Regions from separate parts of the Zea mays genome. Here region 2 is linked to region 1. A link is a contact called in public Hi-C data. All regions are on one chromosome and are shown on one strand. Each heading gives the region's core, a stretch centred on a gene start, on an enhancer-like site or on the middle of the called end of the contact. The rest is flanking DNA. Distances are from core to core; before and after follow the strand shown.

Evidence for each region. Hi-C and Micro-C count contacts between places; a contact is called where the count stands out from the background.
Region 2: a Hi-C map of leaf shows a contact between it and region 1, with 9 times the contacts expected there. The contact joins the promoter of LOC103631875 here to the promoter of LOC100280358 in region 1. A contact is called at or near these places in 4 of 25 Hi-C or Micro-C datasets (bundle sheath, ear, leaf and 1 more).

Annotation. Positions count from the first base shown.
Region 1 is chr7:1,469,745-1,472,303 of Zm-B73-REFERENCE-NAM-5.0, reverse strand. It overlaps LOC100280358, which reads left to right and starts at 1,279. Exons shown (of 10, transcript NM_001153284.1): 1 at 1,279-1,754.
Region 2 is chr7:1,880,819-1,883,377 of Zm-B73-REFERENCE-NAM-5.0, reverse strand. It overlaps LOC103631875 (flavin-containing monooxygenase FMO GS-OX-like 8), which reads left to right and starts at 1,279. Exons shown (of 3, transcript NM_001364923.1): 1 at 1,279-1,865; 2 at 1,937-2,169; 3 at 2,287-2,559. The coding sequence starts at 1,304. LOC100286077 reads left to right here. Exons shown (of 2, transcript NM_001364924.2): 2 at 1-895. The coding sequence ends at 477.

The sequences.
Region 1 (2,559 bases), core at 30-2,529:
CTATTGGTTTGCGATCAAGACCCTGTTTGTTTAGCCTCGAGGTTGTATACATGTGCTTAATATCTTTCTTTGGTATAACATTAACTTCAAAGACCCAGCGCATAATATTATGGAACTTTATACTCACATTCTTATATTTGTTTCCAGCCTTGACAAATCTGCAGTCTGAACACGTCACAAATGATGTCTTGCCTTTTATGGATGTACATCTTGGTCACCTCTATTTATCGCTTTTGTGGATGGATTGTTCAGCTGGCTTTAGTAGATGAAATGGCTCTGCACTTGTAGTTGCGTAATGTTTGTGCCTAGCTGTCTGGATTATGTCGGCCAAGAGTTGGCTCTAGGTACCTTGTAAATACCTCTGGTTTGGGTGCCTGTTCCCCACTATATCGACTAGACGTAAACTTGGATCATATAATTTTATTTTGGACCAGTTTCCAGCTGAAACAAGCCTCAACGTCATGCTATGGTGCACGTTTAAGTGCGGTGCTACAACTTTAATGTGAATTATTTTCGAGCTATCTATGTTCTATGTTATGTTGAATATCTGTTTTCTTTCTCTCTGAACTAAACAAATTTGATTTGAGATTTAGTACCTCCTCTATTTAATTTGATTATAGCGTGTACAATTATGTATTTATATTTTTCAGTGTGGGGGGGGGGGGGCGCCGCTTGTTCTAGTTTGATTGACATCCACAAAAATACGAGTGGCAGTGTGCGTAGACTAGATGACGTGCAGGTGTATCTTTTTGCTTGCTGCCTTGCCTTGGTGCAGCACCCATGTGTCACCCGTGATTTGATGAGTCGGCACGCTTTGCCTTGCTGCAGCATCCATGTCTTATACTCTCTCCGTTTCTTTTTATTAGTCACTGGATAGTGCAAGCGACTAATAAAAAGAAACGGAGGGAGTATTAAAAATTGTTTCCATGTTTAAATATGATGGCTTGGTGTGACGGCTCGTAGGTGTGTCAGCTTGTGCTAGCCTCAATCAAGCCGTGCTAGCCGTCGGTTTGACCAAGGGTTTAAATGTGAATTTTTTTTCTAAAAAGAGGCTAAATTGTAAAAAGTTCGGTCCGGCAAAGAAGACAGCCTTAGTGCTAGTTTAGGAATTAGGAGCCACAAATTTGAAAGAGATTGAAGAGACTGGAATCTTCTTCTTATTTAATTTTGGATAAAAAGATGATTTTAGATCCTACAATTCCTAAACTACTGGGATTTGGAACACGGAGGAATATGTATAAAATGCACCAAACTAGAAAAACAATTGCGTGGAGAAAAGGAAGGGCCATGAAAAGCACGGCTCAGGAAAAACAACGGCGGACAGCCCGCCTCCACCGCCGTGGCGCCGTTCACCCCGCCCCGCGTTCTCTCTCCCTCGGCGACGGCTCGACGACCGCCGCGCCGCCCTACGCTCCAGCCTCCATGTGCTTCGCGGGGCCCTTCGCCGTCGACTAACACACCACCACCACCATGTACGACCGCCCCATCTCTTCCCTTCCTGCTCTACGAAGCCTAGCACCAAACCCTAACTGTTTGTTTTATTCGGATTTGTTCCAAACTACAAATGTGGTGTATGTAGTATTGTGTCCACTAACTTTGCTCTCTTTTTTTTTCCCTTTTTCTTTTTGCAAAAAAACATCGGGTGTACATGTGTTCACCCGTGCCGTTTACTGGGTCGGCAGTCGGCCGGCACCTGGCCCAAGGGTTGAGCATGGAGATCACGAACGAGATGCTTAAGAGACTGCCGAGACTACGTGAGTAGCCTGTTTTCTTCTCCAGTCCAATTCATATGCTTGACCATGGACAAAATAGCCTTGTTGCTGCCCAATAAGTGGCGAAATCGCCATCGGGTCAAGGAACGTTAAATTTTCAGCAATGATAAATTTCTGTCATTTGCTAAAAAAAAGGCATTTCAACACGTCACATTCTTAACGGACGCATATATAGTTAAATCCTATGGGGGTAGAACATAGTACAGCTTGAACATTGAACAGCCAGAACATGCTAAATGCTGCTTCGGTTCCCCTGCTCCCAAATAATTATCAAACTCAGTCACTCTCTCTTTCCAGTTCCTCCCGAATTTCTCCTTCGAAGCCTATCATTATTGCCATGAACCGAGACACGTGTCATCCCTGTCATACTTTGGTGATGCCAAACTTGAAGAAAATAATGGTGTTTGGACAGCAATGAGCCAATGATGCCAAAGCTTGCTGCGTTTGTGATTTCGACATGTAGGACTCAATTATCATCCAATGTTTCTTTACTAGTATATAGTAAGTGGGACATTTTCTTTTTTAGATTTCATAGCAGGGAAGTCAGTAGTGACAATGGTCCCCAAACTGGTGCACGGTTTATGTGTGATCCTTTGAAGCCAGATGATCCACGAGTTCAACATTTAATGCTGCTGATTTGGTAGCACCACTGCACCAGTACTCTGTCCATTTGCGCAGCCAATATTTTTGGCAGGCAAATGGCTTCCATGCGCAAATGAACTGGTGGACAGCTTACTGATAGCATTGTACACACCAATTTTGGTAGCTATCAAAATGCTAGCAAAAT
Region 2 (2,559 bases), core at 30-2,529, 410 kb before region 1:
TGTGTCAACACTTCATCAAGCTTCCAGTACTCTGGCGCTCCTGTGCATCTTGTGATCGGGATGGGCGGCCAAGACTGGCAACCTGTATGGCAACCGAGGCCTGATCACCCAGACGTCCCTATCTTTCCTCAGCCTGAGCGTTCCATGTACCGCGGTGGCGAGTTTGGATACGCCAGACTTGTGGCAACAAGGGAGAAGCTAACACTGACTTATGTGGGGAACCATGATGGGCAGGTCCATGATATGGTGGAGATATTTTCTGGCCTGGTATCCCCCAGTAACAGTAGTGTTGCTGAGGCGGTGGATGGAACCAAACTTGGCACAGGAGTCAGCACCGTGCGGAAAATTTCTCCGCTGTACTTGGAAATCGGAGGCAGTGTGATGTTTGCGCTGCTCCTGGGATTTTCCTTTGGGATACTTGTCAGGAGAAAGAAAGAAGCTGCACAGTGGACTCAAGTAAAGAATGAGGAATCGTAGTAGTGTTGCCAATACCGTGAGCCTGGTGCAGTGGTGGTGATCCAAACTTGTGTGGGTGTAATTACTGGAGTAGAACCTAACAAAGTGAAGGCATTTCTGACTTCTTGGGGGGCTCCGCGTCCTCTTGGTACAACTAGTGTATTGATAGTCTTGGGAAATGAAGGTTCTGATCGCATATCTGTTGTTGTAATAGTTCAATGTATAAGCATGTAATAAGTGATATAATGTTCACATTGCTTTGGTTGACACAAGTGTGTAACATGTGCTACCACAAGTGATTCTGGGCGTCCTTTGTAGTTGAACCATATTTGTTTTATGATCCTGCTTTTCTGTATCATCTGCCTGCTTTTGTTAGCAGATGTACGGAATCTTCTGTACTTGGAGTTTATACCTAACAACATACTTATATATTTATATTACAAACCTGTCTGATACAGCTTCATGAGCTATTGGAAGCTGTGGAGCTCTCTTTTTCAAAACAGTTTTATAGATGAAGCTCTTCATTTACGCTTGTACAAAGGAATGAAGAGAGGTAGTTGAAAAAAAGCAACTTTTTTACATCTCTGTCTTATTTTTATCTTTCAGCCATGCATGAAATTGTTGGTGAAGCTGTTTTGCAAAATATTTTTTTCCCAAAACAGTTTAAATTCATCTTAGAAAGCTACTCAACAGCTTCATGGATGAAACTGATGAGATTTTGCAAACGGGTCCTACACATTCGAAATATCTAAATGAGCGGTCAAGCATGGTTTCTTTGGACGATGTTGAAGACTTGGATCAGAAACGCCATCCGGGACACCGTGACCAGGTCCGGCGGCGAAGCGAGATGGTGTCATCCAAGAAAGTGTGCGTGGTCGGCGCTGGCGTGTCGGGGCTGGCGTGTGCCCGCGAGCTGCTCCGCGAGGGCCACGACGTGACGGTCATGGAGCAGAGCGGCGGCGTCGGCGGGCAGTGGCTGTACGACCCGAGGGCGGACGGCGGCGACCCACTCGGCGCTGCCGGCGCGCACAGCAGCATGTACGCCTCCGTCCGGCTCATCAGCCCGAGGGAGCTCACGGGCTTCTCCGACTTCCCCTTCTTCCCCAGAGACGACGGCACCGGCGACTCCCGGCGGTACCCGGGGCACGCTGAGTTCCTGAGGTACATCAGGGACTTCTGCGACGCGTTCGGGCTCATGGACGTCGTCAGGCTCAACACCAAGGTCCTGCGCGTCGGCCTGGCGGCGCCGCGTGCCGCTGATGACGGTGACGGCATCAAGCGGTGGACGGTGAGTTGGTCTAGACATCGTGGCTGCGATGGCGAGGTGGTCACCACGGAGGAGGAGGTGTTTGACGCCGTCGTCGTCGCCGTCGGCCAGTACACCCAGCCACGGCTCCCAACCATCAGAGGTTGGTTCCGACCGAATGCGTCGTTGTTCATGCCCGGCCTGTTGCTCAACTGATGGATGCTGCTCGTATAGGCATGGACAAGTGGAGCAGGAGGCAGCTGCACTCCCACTCGTATAGGGTCCCCGATTCCTTCCACGGCGAGGTGGTGGTGATCGTGGGCTTCCGTCATAGCGGCGTGGACATCGCGCTGGAGCTCTCCAAGTTGGCGAGGGAGGTGCACGTCAGCGTCAAGTCCATGGAGGCGCTCACTCCCGCCGTGTCCAAGGCCGTCGCCAGGCACAGCGACCTGCACCTGCACCTCCAGGAAAGGAAACCGTGCAGCTACAAATCTATGCTCCAATATTCGCTGGTTCAGAATCTGATCCAGCAATCCAGGTACGGACGGTGACCTGACAAATTAAATGTGGCTTGCATATCGCAGATCGAGTGCTTGCGCGAGGATGGGCAGGTAACGTTCGCCGACGGCTCGCGTGTCGCCGCCGACTCCATCATCTACTGCACCGGGTACGACTGCTCGTTCCCGTTCCTGGACACGGGAGGCCTGGTGACCGTCGACGACAGCCGCGTCGGCCCGCTGTACGAGCACACGTTCCCGCCGGCGCTGGCGCCGTCGCTGTCCTTCGTGGGGTTGCCGAGGATGGTGCTGGTGCCGCGGTTCTACGAGGCGCAGGCGAGGTGGGTGGCGCAGGCGCTG